Regions from separate parts of the Rattus norvegicus genome. Here region 1 is linked to region 2. The links are chromatin contacts, called in public Hi-C maps. All regions are on one chromosome and are shown on one strand. Each heading gives the region's core, a stretch centred on a gene start, on an enhancer-like site or on the middle of the called end of the contact. The rest is flanking DNA. Distances are from core to core; before and after follow the strand shown. Region 1 has its middle 47 kb from the start of Dusp1. Region 2 holds the start of Ergic1 (endoplasmic reticulum-golgi intermediate compartment 1).

The links. A called contact is a pair of places that touch in the nucleus more often than the background predicts.
Region 1: a Hi-C map of liver shows a contact between it and region 2, with 4 times the contacts expected there. The contact joins the enhancer-like site here to the promoter of Ergic1 in region 2. A contact is called at or near these places in 4 of 12 Hi-C or Micro-C datasets (frontal cortex, hepatocytes, kidney and 1 more).

Annotation. Positions count from the first base shown.
Region 1 is chr10:17,228,082-17,234,647 of GRCr8, reverse strand. No RefSeq gene overlaps it. Among named protein-coding and RNA genes, the nearest start is that of Dusp1, 47 kb to the right of the region's middle. Within about 2 kb of position 5,172, at least 15 of the 93 cell types and tissues checked have an H3K27ac peak or open chromatin away from gene starts, as enhancers often do. A contact at or near this core is called in liver, where this site is marked.
Region 2 is chr10:17,127,426-17,134,305 of GRCr8, reverse strand. It overlaps Ergic1 (endoplasmic reticulum-golgi intermediate compartment 1), which reads left to right and starts at 2,930. Exons shown (of 10, transcript NM_001398572.1): 1 at 2,930-3,054. The coding sequence starts at 3,035.

The DNA of each region.
Region 1 (6,566 bases), core at 3,923-6,422, 98 kb before region 2:
TCATTTTCATGCAATCACATAATTACTTCAAGCCTCACCTTGTTCCCCACACCCCTCCCTCTGGTCAGTCCTCCCCCTCCCATCGGCTGCTCTTACAGCTCAGGCAGTTGTGTCATCCATCCGTGTATCATCTTTGTATCATTGAACTTAGAAGCACAAATGAGAGAAATATTTGTTCTGCTGAAACATACTAATTCACTTACTATGGTTATCTCCAGCTGTATCCATTGTCCTGAAAATGATACAAAGTCACTCTTCTTTCTCTGAAATGTATCACTGTGAGACTGGGGGATGGCTCAGTTGGCAAAGTGCTTGCCACATACACATAATAACCTGAGTTTGGATCTCCAGCACCCACACAAACACCAGGCATGGCGGCACATACCTATAATCTGCAAGGCAGTCTAGTCAAATAGGATCCAGATCCGGTGAGAGATCCCATCTCAAAAGTGTAAGATAAAGAACAACTGAGAAAGACTTATACCATGAACCTCTCGTCTACACACACACACACACACACACACACACACACACACACACACACACACAGAGGGGGGGAGGGAGAGGGATTCCTTATGTGCATACAACCTTATTCATTTTTCTGTTGTTGGGCACTGAGTTTCCGTCCATGAGAACCAATCTGCTGTGAACGATGCTCTGTGACGTGTTGACTTGGGGTTCCTTGGAGTGAGATAGCATGTGGTCTGTTTGTAGGTTCTTGAATTACCCCCGTACTGGTCCCCCAATGGATGAACTGCTTTCCATTCTCACCAGCAATGGATGAAGGGTCCCTTTTGCCCTTGGCAGCAGTTGTTGTAAGTCGAAAGGACAAAGTGGGTGAGCTCATCCAGCCTGAGGATCTGCAGACAAATGAGATGGCAGAAGTCAGTGGCAGAGTGAAGAGTGTGCACCACTTAGAGGGGAGTAGACAGGGAGGGCAGCAAATGATGGAGGGGAGGGGAGATGAGCTGTGGGAAGGGGAGGGGAGAAAGTGCGTCCTCTGCAGTCCTGGGCAGGAAATGCTGGTAGAGATGTGGGTACTTGGAGTCAAAGGTGAGGCAGTTTCTGAGTTGTGTATACAACAGAATGGCCCTGGCTGCAGAATCAGAGGGACATGGGGGAGGGAACCAAAAAAGGGACTGCAATTTGTAAAACCAGTTCTGGGTGAGGGAGAAATACGTTCCATTCTAAGAGACAGGGATGCCACATCTCCAAGGCAGCCCTCAGAAGGCTAGGGCTCACAAGAACCTCTCAGATCACCTGCCTGGAGAAGGTGGGCTGCTGTGTGTTGGCTCTACAAGCAGAAGGCATGAGAGAGAGCCTGGGGATACATCTCATGTGGGGATCAAGGATGAGCAAGTGAAGGATGTAAATTATGGGTACGGGTGAGTAACAGCGCGTGAGCAGGTATGGAAGGTGGTCAAGATTGTTCAGTCGTGAGTGTGTAATTGAAGGTTAGTATGTGTGAAAGGAAAGTGAGAATGGAAGGAGCATGTAGGTGACAAAGGGCACACTGTGGGCTGTATGTATGTGGGTATCCATAACAATAGAATATATATGTGTGGGGTTGGGGATTTAGCTCAGTGGTAGAGCACTTGCCTAGCAAGCGCAAGGTCCTGGGTTTGGTCCCCAGCTCCGAAAAAAAAAAAAAAGAATATATATGTGTGAATGAGGGGTGTGTGTGTGTGTGTGTGTGTGTGTGTGTGTGTGTGTGTGTAGAGTATGATTACAGAGTATGTTTCTGTATGAGAGACTAGGGTTTGTAAGGAGTAAGGTGTGTAAGTGGGTAAGGAATGTGTAAGTCAGTGTAACTGAGGGGAGAGTGCATGTGTGAGGGACTGAGCATGTAAGTCAGTAGGGTGTGTATATGTATATAACTGGGGGATGGTGCATAGGTGACGGACGTTTGTAGGTGAGAAAGAAAAGAAAGAGGGAGAGAGTAAAGAGGGCAGGAAGAGATGGGCAGGTTTGCTGAGCATGGTATGAACTACTGTGTCAGCAACATGGTATGAGCTGCTATGCCTGCAGCCTGGTGTGAGCTGCTCTGACTGCAGCATGGTGTGAGTTGCTGTGACTCCAGCATGGTGTGAACTGTTGTACCTGCAGCACGGTGTGAGCCGTGTAGGCAGCATGGTGTAAGGCTGGAAGCCCCGGGAAAGCTGGCCAAGCTAAGAGATGAGATGGACTCCCCCAGTGCCTTCCGAAGAGAGGGCTTCAGTGAGCTCCTCCACCTCCTCTGGAACTGCGGTGTCCGGGTTGCACAGCGTGTTCTGGGTCGCTGCCGTATCATTTCATCATTCATTCTTATTATACACAGTAGCCGAACATTGGACACCCCATACCTCAGTCACCATCCCTGATAATAAGCACTATCGTTGTATACAAAACATCTCAGCCATCTAGAATGCTGCTGCCACCATATGGATGCCTGAAGCTGTCCTTCTACGTAGCTCAACCGTTTGCATAGGTTAAAACCTGAAAAGAACTGGTAGTTTAAAGACACACGAAGATGGCCAGGCACTAGGGCAGGGCAATCATGGATGCTGAGCCAACCTGAGCTACAGGGTGAGACCATATCCCAGAACACATATTCCATACATACAACTCTATCTCTGTCTCTGTCTCTGTCTCTCTGTCTCTCTCTCTCTCTCTCTGTCTCTCTCTCTCTCTCTCTCGCACACAGACACACAGACACACACACACAGACACACACACACAGACACACACACACACACACACACACACACACACACACACACACACACACACAATGCAAAGGTCTAAAAGGGCTGAGATGTATGCCCGGAACATTCCACAAAAGATTGAAACAATTTGCAACTTCTCCAGCAATGTAGCAGTAGTTACTTTTTTCCAGCCAATGAGCAGACTGGTTATCATTCACTGCTCTGTTGCTGCTACAGTGTGTCCCGGGCCACTAGCAAACTAGTCTTCCCTGTGTGCTATGGCGGCTTTGTTTCTACGATCCTTTCTCCTGGGCCTTTGCCGGGGTTTTTCGAGGTGTCCTTGATCGGTAAGAACATGATAATTGGTGGGTGCGCATGCTCACACACACTCAGCCCAAGTGGCATTGACATTGGTGCTAATCAAGGGTCTCTATGACCCTCACAGAACACCAAAGGTCTCAGCTCGGTCAGGGCTATGCTAGGGCACACGCTCCAGCCTATGAACTAAGGAGCCACACTCAGACCTAGATCTCACCTACATGGCCATATAACTGGGTCCCAGAACTGGCCCTGGCTCATCTCCTCAGCAGTTTCTCTCATAGTAAGACCCTTGCCTCTGCCACAACAGCCACCTCCACTTCCAAACCTCTCCCGACCTGGAGAGGCCCTGTCCAGGGTACATTAAACTGGGGCCGTTGCCCGGAAGCCAACTGAGCTCCTCCAGGGGGAGCAAACTGTCCCTCCCTTGTGTGTACCCATCCTCTTCCCTGCCAAGCCTTGCCCCACACACCCTCTCCGGTTCTGTCTAGCTGCCACAGCCTTGAGTCACGGAGACCATACACCGTTCAGCCCACCAGAGGGCGCTGTGACACGGGAAATCTCCCAGCTGATTGCCTTCACAGTCGCACCCTCTCTGGCAGGTGACAGTCCAAAATCCACAGTGAGTGGCGCTGGAAAGCCCTGACTGTACTGACGAGTTTGCAGCACAAGTGTGCACCCCTTTCCCATCCCTGCACACACTGTGGGCAGAACCTTTACAAATTTGACATGGTTAGCCAGAAATTCCTTTTCCTCCTTTGAAACTTGACAAGTGGATTTCTTCTCGAGGAACCTTAGCAACCTCAGACTGTCTTTTTCCCTACTGTGCCTTTCCACTTGAAGGAAGCTCTCCACAACCCTCCGTGAGGCTTCCAACTCACAGCCTCGGAGCTCTATCAGGATGCACAGTTGATCTGAATGCCGGGACTCAGTAACTGTCGAGCACAGCTCACAGTGTAGAACTCAGCCAAGAGATGAGTCTTATCCCAAGTGGGGCAGAGTGGGCTAGTCTGAGATTCCAATACGCTGCTGTTACGTGCTGCTTTCTGACTATAGTAACTGTAGGTAAGGAATAGAGTCTACTTGGAGTTGAAAGGGTTCTACAATCAGGGGAAACTAGGCTCCTGAGGTCTCCTCCTTCAAGGTTAAACGCACTTGATAACCAGAGAGCCAACTGAGCTCCTCCAGGGGGAGCAAGCCATGGCGTGGCCCCTCCCATGCTACCTCCCATTCATGCCACCCATAGGAACTGGGGAAGGGGTACAGTGCTTACTCAGCAAACATCTGTGGAAAGAGCTGGTGACAGGAGAGTTCTGATCCCCCCTGTGCTCTGCAGTCCTTATCACACCCGCAGTTCTTCCCATTTGAGAGTAAGAAAGCTGAGGCAAGGCAGAATCCAGCAGAGTTAGAGGCTTCCATCCGTCCTTCCCCTGTCCAACTACCAACCCTGCAACCCGGCTTCCTCCACACCAGCCGATTCTCAAAGTGTGGTCGCCAGGGCAGCAGTGGCAGCGTCTGTACTTGCCCAAGACTAGGGCCTAGATGGACCAAGCGGTCCATGCTCTGTTGCGTGGACAGCCACGAGAGTCGCTGCACTGTATCAGCCCTCTCTGGGATTTGGGAAGTACACTCGAAAGATGAACACACATGAGGGTCAAATCCCTCACCTCCAGGTGGGACCTGGGAAACTCCCAGGGCAAAACCTACTATACCCGGTGCAGCCCAACACTGGGAACTTCTGCGTCCATAGAAGGCTTCAGGCTAAACAGATGTGTGGCCGGTTCCAAAGCTTGCCCCTCTATACCCTGAGATTCCTCTCTTCAGAAGGTAGTCCTGGCAGGTGAAGGAGTTGGATTCAGGAATCAGACTAGCTTGGTACATCTGAAGGGGGAATTGAGCTAGATGTGGAGTAGCAAAGGTTAGGCCCTAGACTCCTCAGACCTCGGTTTTCGAATCCCGGGGCAGTAGGGAACCATGGGGGAAGTTAACCCAAAACAGGTGCCATCAAGCTTGCATTTTCCAGAACATAGTCTGAGGGGGGCTGAGCTGAGGAGGAAGAGGGAGAGGCTGTGCTGGTTAGCTCTGGGCTACACTCTGTAAGTTCAGATCCCTGCCTCACCCAACCCCACAGTTGTGGGAGCTCAGACAATTGGCCTAACCAATTAGTGTGTCGGTGGTGTAATCTGTAAACGGACATGAAATTCTGATGATAAGAATTCAAGGACCTGTATGAAGCCCACAGCCTGCGTCAGCGATCTGTCAGCAAAGTTCTTGTTTGTCCACAGCAGAAGCAGGAAGCTATGTAACATGGCCAGCAGAAGCCCTCTGAGGACCAAGACAGGTAGTGTAGTCACTGAACACCCTCCAAGTAGCTCTGGGGACGGTATGGCCTGCTGTGACATTAGAACAGATTCTTCCCCCTCAACCTCTCAGAAGTGTAGATCACCTGGTAGAAATAAAGAACTGGCGCGAAGGGTGGCCCTGTCCTCCCTCAGCCCTCAGCTCAGGCCTGCCCATATGACCCAGCTTCCTGTTTGTGATACCAACATTGGAGGGAGGAAATCAACACCCCACCCAGAGCTAGAGGGCAGGAATGTGGACGTGCTGACGTCAAAGCTTGTCCCAGTTCTGAGGAGATGGGATGGGAAGGGCTTCCTGCTGAGCCTCTGAGCCAGCCTGCTCTGAGGAAGCCGAGGTGACCTGTGAGAGCCCACTCAGCTTTCTCTGTGGGGTGCTGCAGGGGTGAACCCATGTCCTGCCACAACACAGCTGTAGGACCTGGGCAGACACCTTGCAAGTCTCACTTCCCTCGTGTATAGGATGGGATCGCCAATGCAGATGGAGCAACGGTACCCATCAGGTGTGAGAGAAGCCCTCCGTCAGCCGTGAGCCTTCTCCTCACTGAAGGAGCCACAGGAGAACTTTGTCTTCAAGAAAGATCCAAGCCCCTCCTGGAGTGGAGCCTGCCCCGACTTCCTTTGTCTACTGCCAGTATCTGGCTGGTAAGGCAGAGAAGGCAGCCACTGAGGCATGAAGTATTTCCGGGGGTGCCTAGAAGGAGGAGGAGCTTTTCCAGCATTTATGCTGTGACTCAGGCTGAAGCCTGGACTCAGGCACTTCCTGGTCCAGTGACTCAGTTTCCCCAGTTCTACAGAAGCATCACGACACGAGGCCTGCTTTTCAGCTTTGAAGAAGCATTGGAGGCAACTCTTGGGTGTTAGTGGGGCCCTTCCTGTCCCATGCTCGGAGGGCCTACTAAGCGCCTGTGGCTCGGTGCACGTTTGATCTTGAGTTTCAGTTGAGTCTGAAGAAGTTAGAAATACCACTGACCACATTGTATGGGGTGATAAGAAGGCCAAAGGAGGGAAAGAGATAGCCTAGGATGATGGAGCCGAGGACCGGCAGAGTCCAAAGCAGAGGGCAGGCCGCACTAACATGGGGAGTGTGCCTTCCATTAGAAGCACTCCCTGATAGTATTAGGTCATGCCCTTGACCCTAGCAGGTGGTTGTTTCAGGGGGGCCCTTCCCACCTCTACCCCATAGAAGGTCTCCTGGTCCATTCTC
Region 2 (6,880 bases), core at 1,681-4,180:
TCTGGGGTTTGACCTGGATTCAGTAAGCATCCCAGTGGGCTCCCTCACTTGGCTAGGAGGAGGAGCCCTCAGGTCTGCTGTGTGGACCCCTCTAAGAGAATGACAACTGACCGTCCTTAGGGCATGGCGCTGGGACTTCCCCAGAAGAGGCCTGTGATGCCTCTTGGAACCTAGATTCGCACCTACACTATCCTGTTGAGTTACACAGGCTAGACCTATTCACTATTCAAGAGGCCGGAGCTATTGGCAGATGAAGACCACTGGAGGGTGACCACCACAGGGTACCACAATATCAGCAGTTCCTAAATCCAACTGTTACCAGTTGCTGCCATGTTCAAAGAGGTCTAGAGCATTCCCACATCTTGGGGCACTTGTCTGATTTCTTCTGTTCCATCCCCCGAAGTCTCCTGGGTGGATTAACAGGAGATTGACAGTCCACTTTGCTTCTAGACCTCAAAAATCCCACAGAGTCTCTTTGGTGACATGGCCAGTCCACTCCCATCCTCTCTGACCTCTGAGAAGACCACGTGACCATTCTGCTGTAGAAATGTGCCTCTATATGCATGGAGTCTCGGGGGGGGTGTGTGGGACAGAATGGTGGCCTCCTTCAGGATGCTTCCACCCAAATTGGGGGTGCCGTTACTAGCTAGTTAATCCAATCCTGAGTCGTGTCAAGTTTTCCCAAGGAAAATCGTAGGACATTAGGTAATGGTGACTGGTGTATTCTCTGCGCAGTATTTGAGCACTCAAGTGATTTGGGCGGGACATGAGTGTTACCATTGAGTTCCAAGTGTTCAGCAACCCAAAACAACAGTTGTTCCAGTCAGATGGATGCTTATTTCCATCTAATAAAAACAGAGCCACTGAGTGATAAGACCTGGGTCCTTGGGGTTGGGGATTTAGCTCAGTTGTAGAGCGCTTGCCTAGCAAGCGCAAGGCTCTGGGTTCGGTCCCCAGCTCCGAAAAAAAAGAAAAGGAAAAAAAAAAAAAGACCTGGGTCCTTTGTGTCTTGTTGCTTTGTTCCATGCGGTTTCCATTTCATGGTCCAAGATAATGGCACCCACGTTCTAGGCAGGCAGCTGGATAAAGCGGCACAGAAGGCATAGAACATACATCCAGACTTCCTAAAGCCACCTTTTCCCTTCAGTTCAATAACTCAACTGCCCCGACATGCCTAGCTGCAAGGGAAGCTGTGGGATGCAAGTGTCTATGTGCCCATCTAAAAGTCGGGAGCCCTTTCTCTCTGTGTAAAAAATACCTACACCAGTCAGTCCTGTCTTTATTTACTGTGCTGGCCATTTGCCTTTGATCATGCCCAAGGACACAAGGTGCTTTGGGTGGTCTGCGCTGAAGTTAAGGATAGTCCCCAAGATGCCCAAAGAGCAGGTCTCTGGATCACCTTCTGGAAAGGGAATACATGAGATCAACTACCCACACCACACAACCTCTGTCTTGGGTTCATCTGTACCCAGTGGTTCCAGAAGGCATCGGGCTGCTTTTTCTTTCTGCTGCCCCCAGGCTCCAGAACAGGGTGAAACTTTCTCATTTCCCATAAGAGCATGGGGTGAGGGTGCTTGGTGGTTGAATGAATGAATGAATGAATGAGTGGCAGGGGCATGCAAATTGTCAAAGGGAAGAGAAACTAGCCGTGCTCCATCACTGCAGCCCCTAGATCTTCTGCCCATTCCAACCCTTCAGGAGACTAAAGAGCTGTTTCCATCTGTTTGTATGTCAGGACACTGCCCCCACGTCCTGCCTTTTGATCTTGGGCACTACTTTCCCCCCTAAGTTGTTGTCTTAAATCACCACTTTGAAGAAGGCAGCAGCAGCAGAACCCAGGGAAGTTCAGAAGTCTGATTTCCCCTACTTGGGCGTTCTATCTAATTGGCTTGTTCTTTGCTCCATTGCTCCCACTCAGCTCCCAGGCCTAGGAATGGTGCTACCCATGGACCACCCTACATCATCACTTAGGAACTAAGAAAACATCACATACAGGTCCTTAGGCTAACGCGGTGGAGTCAATTCTTCAACTGAGGTTTCCTCTTCCCAGGTATGTCAAGTTGACAACTAAGATCAGCCAATCACAAAAAGGCTAGAGTTCAGCCGCTTCCTCTTCTAGCCCAGCAAGTTGAGGGAGCTGTGTTTTCTGTACTTCAGTGTTTCTGAGAACAGAGGCTCCAGGGCAATTGGCGGTGCCATTTCTAACCATGCATACTCAGAGCCTCTGGCTAACCCTGCACGGATCTGACTTCAGGTGGGAAGATGCTCTTCGAATGGTTGACACCAACCCCAAATGCAAGATGATAAAAGCAGATAGTTAAGCCCAACCCTAACAGGTGAAGCTCTCACTAGATGTCAGGCTGTTCACTAAAGCAGAGGCCTAACTGTCTCCTTTGATACCTATGAAAAGCTGAAAAGCCGGGGATTTGCAGTAATGCAGATAAGAGAAAGGGGTGGTGGCAGACCCCAGGAGCCAGATGGCTTTTCCTAAGAAGCAAGGGATAGATGGGAGGTGGGTGGACTTTCTCAATCCAGGACTGCGATACCCATCCCCCAGCTTTAACCTTCACCCAGAGCTAGCACCAAGCAAGGACCCCCCAATATGCAGCTTTCTCTCTGAGCTTCACAACGCAATGGCTTTGCTTTAGAAGCACAAAACCCACAGCTAGAGACACAGGGATTTGCCCTGAGGCCCCACTTAGGCTAGGAAAAAAAAAGATCAGAGGCCAAAAGGAACCAAAGCGTGAGTCTTGGAGACCTGGGCTTGGGTAGCATCCCACCTCTCGGGCCTCCCCATCCGGCCGGCCCTCGGGCCCCTTTAACCGGGCAGCGGAAGGGGCGGCCAGGGGAGGCGGCGGCGCCCAATGGGCTGCGCGGAGCGTCACTTCCCGGCGGCGGGAGGCGAGTGGCGAGTGGCGAGTGTCGGGCCGGCTGGCGGGGGCGGGGCGGCCGAGGAGGCGTTGGCAGCGGGCTCGGACCCACGCGGCGCTGCGGCCCGCCTGGCCTGCAACGCTCCCACCGGCTCGGCGGCACGATGCCCTTTGACTTCAGGAGGTGAGTGAGGCCCCGGGCCCGAGGCCCTCTGCAGCCGGCGACGACCCCCGTTACGTGCAAACGCGACCCCGGTGCACGGTGCACGCCTCGGCAGGCCCTAGAGGCCCGCGGCCTTCCTCGGGGCTCGAGCCCTACCCCCACCCCTCGTGCAGCCCAGGCAAGCCCAAGCACTCTCATTGCACAGCGCGGGGTCCCCAGCTTGCCCCTGACATCTTGCATTCCCCTCCCCCAACCCAGGAACCAAATCTCGCAAACTACCAAATAAAAGGAGCTCAGGCATCCTGGGGCTTTCTCCCCAGTCTTCCCTAGTAGACCCTGTCCCGGATGACAGGTGGGGACCGCACGCCTGGCTTTGCCCGGTGGGATCTCAGGGCTGCAGCCCCATTCAGTCTGGCAGCAGCTGGAGAAGCTTAGTCCTTCAGAGCCTGAGAATCCTCTTCCTACCAGATGAGGAGGCCTGTCCCCCAAGTCGTGGGGACAGTGCGGGTAGAGAACGTTAGGATCTTGAGGTTCTGCAGAGGGGCCAGGCTGTCTGCAGGCACTACAGTGGGCGTCTTTGTAGGGTTCTTTGCTCCTGGAACACCATTGTACAGGGCCAGGCCTTCTGGAAGCCTGCCTGAGAAGGGCCTCCCCATCAGACATTCCCCTGAGATAAGAAGCTCTGAGATGCCCTGGGCTAGTGGGATGCTTTGGAGGAATAGGATTAGAATCCCGGCTGTGCTTTTCCACACAGCTGCTTAGTGTGTCCTCAATGTTAGAAATACAGGCTTGGGGTGCAGCCCCTCACTGCTCAGCTGGCTGAGCCCAGCAGGTGTCCGGGCGCGCTCAAAATATCGGTTTCGCCTCTTGCAAATTGGTACTAAAAATAAGGTCCCCACCTGAAAGACGGGGATCCTACAGCACCCCTGGCCCAGTCTCCACAGCCTGGAACTGGGAAGTAGGGCATCTATGAATGAGGGGCTCTGCCAGTGCTCTCCACAACCAGAAAACAGGTCTTCCTCCATTTGCCACAGTTTCCCTCCTCCTCCCCCTCTCACTGGTGTGTAGAACAGAGTGACAGTCAATCTAAAAGGGCCCAAGGTTCAGATCACGTTGTAGCATATGGGCGGCCTGGGGTCCAGGCCTAGAGAGGACATTGGTCTCAGACCTCTTAACCAGCCAAAGTGGTTTTTAGCTCATTCTGGACACTGGTACCATCCGGCAAACCAAGTTCCTGCCCACTTGAGGCAGTTCCATACCTGGACTCAGACAAGAGCATACGGACACAGGGCAGCTTTGAACCCATGGAGCTCCGTGCTGGCGTTCAGGAGCAAACCACATTACCACAGTGTGTCCACACAGAGAGAAAGGCAGTGGGCACATCCAGGTCCCCCAAACCTCCCATGGCTGTCTGTAAAGGTTCCTGACCCTCCTCTGTCCCCAAATGGTCCTGCAAGTCCTAGGGATTTTAAGTTTGTTAACAAAAATCACTGCTGTGGTTACTTAATCTTGTCAGCCCTGTCCCCTGTCTGCAGGCTGGGCAGATCTGGGTTCCAGTTGGAAGTTTGGGGACTGGGAGTAGGTGAGATGGGAAAAAAAATGGAAAACAGCTAGAGGCAGCTTTAGTCTTGGCAAGGCCTTCTTGCCACCAGCTGGTTTAAGGAGCACACAGCTCAGCTCTGGGTTGCTACTGCCCTGGGGCCTTCTGGATGTGTCTCAGGTCCTGAGTGACCCAGTGCCACGGGATCCTCACCAATGTCAGTTTAGAAAGTCCTTGCTCGAAGTCCCTCGTGCAGGGTGAACCGTGTGCCCAGCACATGTGTTCTCTTTCAGACTTTGTCATAACAGCTCCAGGACTCACTGAAGGAGGGCCCCACCATTCTACAGACCTTTCCCACATACAGAGCCACTCATCGGCTTGCATAGCGTTGTACCCGGTGTTTAGCCACCTGCCACTGTACTATCATTAGGGGATGGGTGGCAGAGAAGTGTGCATGTGTGCATTGGGGGGGGTCACATGACTGGGTTTTGGGACTATCCACTGGACAAGCAAACGTGACATCCATCCCTTGGTTGCCGAAGAGAGTGAGCGAGTGAATCTTCCTTTTAAACCGTGGGGAGGGAGACTCCTCTGGCCGAAGCCCTTTGCGTGTATATAGGGTGTGTTTTCCTGACCATGACATGGGTGTGACCGGCATCCTCACCTGAGACCAGGTGGCATGCGGGACACAGCAAGCACAACCATGATCGTGCCCGTTCACTGAAGCTGCTCTGTCATTCGCGAATTATTATTCACAAATTATTGTGCGTCTTCACTTCCCTTTCATCAGTATCTGACCTCCCAAGGGCCAGGGCTTATATCCAGTTTTTATATAAGTGTCTGCAGCACGTAGACTGGTGCTTGGCCAGAGGTTCCCCTTGAGCACAACACACCTCTCCAGTTTGTCCAGTGCGGTGGCATATGGCAATTGCTGGTGGAGAATTCTGCATCCCTGGTGTCCCGTCTTTGGTGCTCGAAGGGGAGCCCAGGGCCTTGTGCATGCTAAGCAAGCGCACCACCACTGAGCTGTATCCCAGGGCCCTCTTATCCTTGAATTGGGCCTTTCTGAGTTTTAGGGGTTAAGGAAGGAGGCTGAGTCTTAGATGATTATTGTGTTTGCTTTGTTCCCGTTGAACGGTTGTCCTGATACTGATCATTAAACTTACAGAACTGGCTTTGTAACCTAGGTCCGGGGGGTGTTGTCCCCAGTTCCGGCTGGCTGGTGGCACATGCTACCTGTCACTCCAGAGGCTTTGACAGCCCTCCCTCCCCTGGAGCCTGAGCCCCTCCTTCAGTAAAGAGACAATGGCCAGCTCTGCCACGTGGCAGTCCATCCCCCATGTTGAAACCCCATGATCTGAGAGTGGTGCACCCCTCCCCTGGCTAGCTGTGCGCTCACTTCAAGAAGGGATGGGAACAGTGTGCTACTTCACTCAGAGGGCCACCTGTGGGTCGAGAGAGCTGTCCTGCTTTGCAGGGCCCAGGGATCCAATTCAGATGATGATTCGTGGGACCTAGTACAAAAATGCAAGTTCAGTTCTGTCGGGAAAGGGTAGAGTTTCAGTATGGAGACCTCTTTGAACAGGTGATTCTGTGTGACAGCACCGATCATTTGCCTGTGGTGTTAGCCCCATTGCCCCATTGTGACTTGGTTTGGCCTCCTTCACTGCTTACTCTAGCTTTCTAAAGATCTCCTCCCCTCAGGATACTTGAGCGGACCTTGCAAAGGCCTCTCTCTCTCTCTCTCTCTCTCTCTCTCTCTCTCTCTCTCTCTCTCTGTGTGTGTGTGTGTGTGTGTGTGTGTGTGTGTGTGTATGTATGTTTCCCTCTTTCATGTTTGCAGTGCTAGGAATGGAAGCCAGGACCTTGCACATGATAGGCAAGTGTTCTACCCCTGAGCCACCTCACCTCCCAGCGTGGCCCTCTTGAAGTTGGCTTGAGATTTTCCGCACCCTGCTTTCAGTCTCTAAATGAGTAACATTGATCTGAAAATTGTGTCTGGTTTCCTTAGTGCCTTCCCCAGTGGGCGCTGCAGAAAACTAAAGTCCCTTACTCCCTGTGGTAGGCTGAGCTGACCAACCACGGAGGCTCTGATGGTTCACTGTCAACTGAGAGAACAGCATGAATGCCTCCATGTCTACCTCCGCATTCCAGGAAGAGCCAGACCGATAGGTCCGCATACTTCATGGCATGTTTATAAAAATATTACGGGAAATTTAGACTGGAGGTGGAATGACCTGCAAAACCCCAGGGGTTTGAGTTTATTGAGCTTGTATTAGTGCTGGGCACTGTTGAGCGGCACGGCTG